2 separate regions of the Mus musculus genome follow, and region 1 is linked to region 2. Evidence: chromatin contacts called from public Micro-C data. All regions are on one chromosome and are shown on one strand. The core of a region is the stretch at or near the end of the contact, and the rest is flanking DNA. Distances in the headings are between cores, read along the strand shown. Region 1 has its middle 47 kb from the start of Fam120aos. Region 2 holds the start of Ptpdc1 (protein tyrosine phosphatase domain containing 1).

What was found. A called contact is a pair of places that touch in the nucleus more often than the background predicts.
Region 1: a Micro-C map of embryonic stem cells shows a contact between it and region 2, with 2.0 times the contacts expected there. The contact joins the enhancer-like site here to the promoter of Ptpdc1 in region 2. A contact is called at or near these places in 2 of 39 promoter capture datasets (liver and stem cell-derived epiblast-like cells), 1 of 484 Hi-C or Micro-C datasets (embryonic stem cells) and 3 of 115 datasets of contacts at active chromatin or transcription factors (embryonic stem cells and epiblast stem cells).

Annotation. Positions count from the first base shown.
Region 1 is chr13:49,013,404-49,017,121 of GRCm38.p6, forward strand. No RefSeq gene overlaps it. Among named protein-coding and RNA genes, the nearest start is that of Fam120aos, 47 kb to the left of the region's middle. Within about 2 kb of position 2,173, at least 145 of the 459 cell types and tissues checked have an H3K27ac peak or open chromatin away from gene starts, as enhancers often do. A contact at or near this core is called in embryonic stem cells, epiblast stem cells and stem cell-derived epiblast-like cells, where this site is marked.
Region 2 is chr13:48,622,965-48,627,296 of GRCm38.p6, forward strand. It overlaps Ptpdc1 (protein tyrosine phosphatase domain containing 1), which reads right to left and starts at 2,708. Exons shown (of 10, transcript NM_207232.2): 1 at 2,413-2,708.

The DNA.
Region 1 (3,718 bases), core at 923-3,422, 390 kb after region 2:
TGTCCCAGCAGGGAGATGGCTTCAAGTGTGGGTCCACAAAGCTGCCATTCTCAACTCACCCACAGTGACACATTCCAGAAAGCCAGTGACTGTCTGGTTTCCTTACAGGTGGCCATTCCAATGTGATGACGAGCCTTAGCTCCTGTGTGCTGTGTCTGCCCTCTCCCATACTCACTTGCCTTGCAACCTCCATTGAAGTGGATACAAAAGAAACTACTTTCCCCACTACTTGTTAGTAAAGAGTGGTGACCCGAAACAGGAAGTCCTACCTTTGTTCTTTTGTTATTCTGTTTCTTAGAGTGCCGGAGGATCCAGTTTGGGGCTGGGCAAATACTCTCAATGAACTCCAACCAGCCTCAGTCCTTGCTTTCCAGAGAAGACTCACTGTATAGCCCAGGCTGGTCTGGAACACCTGGTCCTCCTGTCCGCTGGGGTCACCCTCCTGTCCACTGGGGTCACATACCTGTGCCACCAGAGCAGGCTCACCCCTTGGTTCCTGAACAACACTTGCTCTCAGCGTTGACTCCTGCGTTGACAGTGTAACCCTTCGCTGCTTGAGCTGCTGTCCCTTCCCTGCTTGCTTACATTTTGTCTTTGGAAAGTCTGTGGTTGTGAATGCTCCTGCGGGCTTGAACTCTCATGGGGGGGGTGGGGGGGGATGTTTCACATCTTCTCTTTGTATTTTGAGAAACCTGATTATGTTGTGCATTAAGTTTTCAGTCTCTTTTCTTGTATTTAGGGGTGTGCCAGGCTTTTAAAAATTATGGGTTTACAAATTTTATCAAAAAATTTAAAATGAAGTAAGTAAAAGTATTTCTTATGTTCACCTAACTCTTTGGGAATAGCGTGTTAACTTCCTGTTGCTGTGACAAAAAAATGCATGGGTTAAAGAACTTAAAAAAGATAATTTGGGCCTGTGGTTTTAGGGATTCAGTTCATAGTCGATTGGCTTTGCTGGTTTTGGACATGTGTGAAGGCTGAAGACCCTGGAGTTAGGCAGATTCCCTGACAGACAGACAGACAGGAAAAGAGGCCATGACTAGTTAATAAAAACAGTGGGCTTCCAATATGGCAGGCTCCTTCTTCAACTTCCTGACCTATGGCAAGAGCCTGGCAGATTCAAACAAAGGCCTGGAGAGCTTTTCCCTGCTAGTAGGGCCCCCTGCCCATCCACCATGTGGACTGGTCTGACAAGTCCAAGGCTAGACCAGGATGTGTTTACCCTAAACTGGTGGGCCTATCAGCCTCCCTGTCTTTGTCCAACCCCAAATTGGGAGGGAAGACCCTGAAAAGCACAGCCCTCACCGGGACACTGGACTTCTGCTTCCCAAGCTAGCCCCCACCCCCACCCCCCACCCCCGCTTTGCAGAGCCTCTTCTTTCTGCTGTGCCCGAGGTTTCCCCCATTGCTACCTGCTGCACTTGAGGTCTTTCTATTGTGTTTATAAAAAGATAAAGAGAGAAGGAATATGTTTTGGAGAGGTGTAGTCAGGTGTGGGGGAAGGGGGTGCCTCTGCAGACCCATGCTGAGGCATCCCTTCCCCCTGAGGGACCAGCCACACCAAGGTATAGTATAGAGTTTATTCAGGGCATGGGGAGGGGAGTTGAGAGGGTAGTAGAGACAGAGAAAGACAGACAGACGGAGAGAGACAGGGAGGGGAAGGGGAGGGAGGGAGAGAGGGAGGGGGAGAGAGAGAGAGAGAGAGAGAGAGAGAAGAGAAAAGAGGAGAGGGGAGGAGAGGAGAAGGAAGGAAGGAAGGAAGGAGAAGGGAGGGGAGGAGAGGAGAAGAGGCGGGCCATGAGCACGTGGAGAGAAAGGGTAGGTAAGAGAATGGAGAGAGGGGAAAGGGGAAAGGACAGAGTGGGAGCAAGAAGACATGAGCAAGAAAGAGAGGAGAGGGCAAGCAGCCCCTTTTATAGTGAGTCAGGCACACCTGGCTGTTGCCAGATAACTGTGGGGCGGAGCTTAGACAAAACGCTAACACTTTTCCTTCCGGCTAGTTTTTTAACTGGTATAGAAAATGAACCTGATCGAGACCTCTAGCCGGTAACACAGAGGAGGCCTGTTCACCTTCTGGCAGCTGAGGAGAGAGTGGGGGAGGTGCAGGAGTGTCTCAACATCCCCTTCAAAGGCCCGCCCCTCAACGACCTAACTTTCTCCCTCTAAACTCCACCACCAGGAGGTTCCACTGCCTGGGATGGACCGGGCTTCCCGCAGACCGTACTGCACGTAGCAGCTGTGAGCTACATGCAAATTATTCTGCTTGAAATCTTCTCACTGTTCATCCACATGTTGTTGGTCATTTTAATAATTCTTTTGTTTGTGTACGTACGTGTTCCTCTGTGTCTGGGCTCCGTGCGTGCTTGTGTTCATTGGCTGTGTGTTACAGATGTGGATGCCAGGGACCCAAACCCAGAACTACAAGAACAGCAAAGCATCCTAACTGGTGAACTGTATCTCCAGCCCAGACAGTTGCTTTTTTTTTTTTTTTTTTTTTTTTGCAGCTGAGGCCCGTAGGGTTCGAGTTGTTCGAGTCCTTAACTGGAAACGCTCAAGGAGGTGGTATTTGTGCTGCAGGCCTTGGAGCCTTCTGTGTGAAACACACGGTGCCTGTGTGGCTCACTGGTGGTAGAATCATTCCTTTTTCCAGAGCTCAGAGTGCTTTTGGGGGGGAGGGAGGGATTTCGTTGTATTAAAAGCGCGGCTTTTGCTGGCACAGCACACTGTAGAAATGGATCTCCGCTTTGAAGAGGAAGGACGCAAAGCACTCTACCTTCATACGCGAAGGGGAAATGTGTCTCTCTGTCAAGTGCACGTTCTTAAAGCATCGCCTCCAGGGGCTCTCCTGGCTGTCCAGATACAGGAGGCGAGGGAATTTGGAAGAAAATTAAACACGAAGACATGGCAGTCTGCGTGCTGTGAGACATGAATTCTCTCTTGGCACGTGTGACGGGGCAGCTACAAGAAAATGAATACGGTGTTCCTAGTGCCAGGCTGTCTTGTGAATAAAGAGCCTTTAGTCCGGGAGAGGCGCGGTGTGACGCGCGCTTTCCATCTGGTGGGCCAGTTTCCAGGCCAGCTTAGTCTTGGTGCCTGCCCTGCCCCCGCTTCTGGGGATACGCCAGCCGCTGCATTAGTGATGCCCGCAGCCTCAACCCATGAGTCCCCTCCCTGCCCACCACCCTTGAGGGCCTCTCAGTCAGCAAGCTCAGAGCCTGAGGCAGCCCTGGTTCTCTTGTGTCTGGGATATACATGGTTTACAGCTTGAAGCTGTCATGCCTGGATCGCTCAGCAGGCTTGGCTTATTTTTCCAAGTGCCACCAACTGTGAAGTCACGTGTCAGCTACACAGCTTGCATTTGGGGCAACAAATAAGAAAGGGAGCAGAGGCTAACTCATGAATGAGTCTTCTTGTATACATTAAAATGAATAATCATTTAGTTCAACTCTAAAAACCTATCTTTTAAATTAACCTATCTTTAATATTATCCTTTCTTCTTTTCCTTTTTTTTTTTTTTTTTTTTTTTTGAGACAGTCTCACTATGTAGCCCTGAACTCACAGAAATCTGGCTACCTGTGCCTCCTGAGAGCTGGGATTAAAAGCATGAACATGCTTAGCTAATTTCTCAGCTAATTTTTATACTTTTTAAATAAATGATTTATTTATTATTATATGTAAGTACACTGTAGCTGTCTTCAGACACACCAGAAGAGGGCAT
Region 2 (4,332 bases), core at 1,458-3,957:
GAGACACTAAAGATATGATTGTGGTCATGGGAAACTCTAGATGGTCATTTTGCCTTTAGTTTTCTCAGAATCTGTTAAAAATGACCCATTCTTTTTAAAGGAGTTTTTAGTATCTCACTTATAGTAAATCCTCTATAAATATATCTTTTTTGTAAATAAAAAATCTTACATATTACAGAGGGATTAGAATTGTGAATATGCCCTAGAGGGTGAAAGAAATAATGTTAGCAAAAAGATAATTTAGGTTAGCACTCTACTGGGGCTGTAATGTGCTGTTTAAATGAATGCCACAGCTCTGAAGGCACTGTTCCCGTCTAATGATGAGGTAAACATGAGAGAGAAAGCCACTGCTCCAAGGTCATAACTACAAAGTGTCACAGTTGGGATTAGAGCTCCAGTCTTTCCTTAAATCCAGACAAATAAAATACTAGCTTTATCTCTAATATAGTCAATGCATCACATTGTCTAGTTAATACCAACAAAGAGCCGGTTAGTTTTTCTACTTAAATCATTTTAAGAACAGGAATCATAAACATACATATTTTGATTGAAGCCGAGGGGATATGAGAAATGGCAGAAATATTCACTAACAAAGATGATTCTTAGAAAAGATTTCAATGGATGTATTTTCATACTCCCTCACTCTCCAAAGTTCTTCTGGGTGGAAAAAACCCTTGGGGGCAGGTTTTGGTTTGGAAAAAAAGGGGGTTTGAAATGTTCTTTTAAGAGAACAGTGATTTGAAATTTATATTCAGAATAATTTTTAGATTTTTTTTCTCCCCTATATATGGAATAATTCTGCCTGTGAGAATGTTCTAAATTTATGTGACATCAGGGGGGCATCACTAATCATGATACAGCATGGTAAAGACCACAAACATCATTTTGTTAAACTGGTGATACTACAGGTAAATTGTGATTCTTACTTTTCTTCATATGACTTTTTTTGGGGGGGGGGTGGTTTCGAGACAGGGTTTTTCTGTATAGCTCTGGCTGTCCTGGAATTCACTTTGTAGACCAGGCTGGCCTCTAACTCAGAAATCCGCCTGCCTCTGCCTCCCGACTGCTGGGATTTAAAAAAAAAAGTGTATTCAGTAGTGGTCAAGGAAGATCATATAAAAAGAGAGAGAGAGATTCAGTAGTGTTCTCTCAATTCGCTTGGATTCCACCAACAAAGGATTTTTTTCTGATGAAAACCCAACCTCCCTTAAAAGGACATGAAGTACTGTTGAGATGGGGAATCTGGGTCTCCAGGACACAATGCTGTGAAGGCACCGGTATCCGGTTAGCAATTAGTTATTGCTAAGACGGACTACGGACTTCCAAATGGGAATCGTCTATGAGGTCTTAAGCAAATTTCATGCTGGTCCCAGTTTGTCTCTAAGACCTGGGTATCCACACTTTTTAAAAAGCCACAGGTGGGATTCCTGGGTAGCGAGAAGTTTCGCTACAACTGAACAGGAAGAAACCACATGGTGATGAGTGAGTGGTTTGAGGTCATACATGCGTGTTTACATTTTATTTCTTTCCACTAACAGCTCTGATTGTGGCAAATCACCCAAGCCTTCCTTTCTGAGGGAAAGACAAAAACAAAACAACAACCTGGAATGACACTTTGTTGTTAAACTCAAGAAAGCTTATGCTGTGCAGGGTGGGGGTGGAGGGTGAGGTGGAGGTGGATATATACATGTTCACACAGGTTAATAGTGCCCGCCATGATAACAGCTTCTCAGGCTCCTTCAGCTCGCAGTCAATGAATGATAGCTTGTGTTCAGTTTTTAGCATAGACAACCCTTGCTGGAATAATTTGATCAGCTATTTCCCTAAAGCACTGTTTCTCAAGCTCCACCCCCCTCCTCCCTGGGCCTTTGTTTACTAAATTTTCTTTTCCATTAAAATTTAATACCACAGGTAGGGTGTATCTATGGTGTGGTCCTCTGAAAGGCCACAAACCCTTTATTATATAAGAAAACACACACACCCCAGAGCAGGGACATCGACATCATCATCATCATTATCAACGTTGAGAATGCATGTCAGGAGAAAAAGTGACTTGGTCAAGGTCACGTGACTCGTTTACTGACAGAAAGAGGTCCGAATTAGGGATCCCAAAGTGGTAGCCTGATACCTGCTTGTGGCTGTCTTGTCTGCTTTATTTGTAATGAAGAACTAGTTGTCAATATTTCTAATCAAGAGATTTCAACTAAAACACCCAAGCAAGCCTCCAACTGCTCCCGAGAAATCCGAGTGTCGCAGCACTTGAGCAAGACAGAGGGGCGCCCGGTGGCCCTGGTCCCCCGCCCCGCCTCTAGGGATGCGCCTCCAAATAACGCCTCCCTGGATAACCCGCCGCGTAAGGACAACCGTCTGGGGACCGCTCGGCGGGCGCCTAACTGGCTGCGGACTCCGAACCTCTTGGCGCGCTTCGCTCTCCGGCTTCGGAGCCCTGGAGCCGACGGGTCGGTGTCTCACGTCTAGGGCCGGGAGGCGCGGGCGGAGAGGACCGGCCGGCCCCGGGCGCTGCTCGGGCGGGTTCCGCGGCGCTGGCCTGCCCGCAGGCCCGGCCTCCCGCCGCGCCTCTGAGCAGGGAGACTCCCCGCCAGGCGCGCTACACAACGTCTCCCTCGGGCGCGCGCACGGGCCACTCCACAGCCCGGCCGCCGAGGACGCCCTGTCGCCGCCGCGGCCTTGCGCGCGCCCGACCCAACAGCCAATAGCCGGAGCCGCTCGGTGCACGTGATACGCGCCAGCCAATGGAGACTCGAGGCGGCCCGTGACGCGGCGGACAGCTTCTAAGGTTTTCGAACATGTGGGAGCCGCTGGGAAGCCGAGCTGGGGCTTGAGTGGTCGCGGGCTGAGCCGACGGCGTGTGCGCGGAAAGCCCGGAGGACCCTCAGGGCCATGAGAGGGCGCGGCTGCCAGCCTGCAGCATGGGGGTGGGGGTGGGGGGCACCGACTCCCCACGAGCCCCGGTGCAGAGTCGCAGGAGGAGCGAGGACTGCTCTGGAGCTTCGCTCACGGAACCACGTGTTCCGTCTCAGCGCCCAAAGAAGAAGAAAAGCCCATATTATGCATCGAATGTCTTCATTTCCCCCCTAATATTCTTGAACTATTATATTTAATAGTCAATATTGTCTTGCACTATGACAGTTTAAATATGAATTTCTGGAGTTGGTCTAGTAGGGGAAAGTTGAATTATGTAGAGGGGGGAAAATGAAGACCAAGTGCTGTCATAAGTATGGGTCCTGTAGGTATCTGGTGAAACCACTGTACCTGTTAGCAACGATCCGTGTTGCTAACGAAAGTCCCAACTGCCACTTGTTCTGTAAGCATACTTTAACTCAAGTAGAAATTTCCCCTCGGTTGTTCTGAAACAGACCATCAGCAAATGTTCACTAAGGCAGTAATTTAAAGACACCAGTGCTGTAGCAGTTGGATGACCAAAGCTAAAAACCCATAAATACTATGTCTCTCCACAGTGGAGTAGGCTAGCCTAATAAATCTGAATTCTCCAACTCTCAGAGTGGTGTTTGGTTCTTCTTTGGTCAGTTTTCCATAACACCAGAGTCTCTTCCTTCTGTTCTCCTGCAATCCTTAGACTTTCTTTGTCAAAGCCTTGCCAGCATCTTAGCCTCTTGTGACTCCAGGTCTGGACAGGAACAGGGACCCTGTCATTAAGAGACCTGACTGGTCTCTGCCCTCTTGTAACAGAAACTCCAGGTTCCAGAATCCTGATCTAAACTCACAGGCATTTCTTCTCATTAAAGCTGTACCCAGGGATCCAGACATTCTGCCATGTCACCCTTAAAAAATCAGGTTTCCTTTCAATTTGTGTCATGGATCAAAATCGTAGACAGAGCACCATCCACCATGTCCTTATTTAATATTTTAATAAAGATCTTACTAGAAGCCTACCCATCAACTTAATCATATTATAGATCTTACATACTCAGTAACATGACCTCATGTAGTTGAGAAATGTCTTCACTAGGCACATTTCTGTTCTTAAGGAAATCCCATGCCAAAAAAGTGAGGGATGGATCCAGATAAGCATCTACCAGCCTCTGCTGAGTCCATGTTTTCAAACTCTACTAGAAGTCCTGTTATCTCATACAGTTCAGTAGAAATGTCTTTCTAGTGCAGGACACTGCTAGGCAAATTCTGTGGCGCTCTGTGCTAGATGCTTTACATATATTTTCTATTTTGTCCATGCCATTAATAGCTTTGTGATGATACAAGTGACATCGAAAGCTGTAAATGTATGCAATGGTGTCAGCGTTCGGAGGCTGATTATGGGATGGATCCCCAGGTATGGCAGTCTCTAGATGGTCC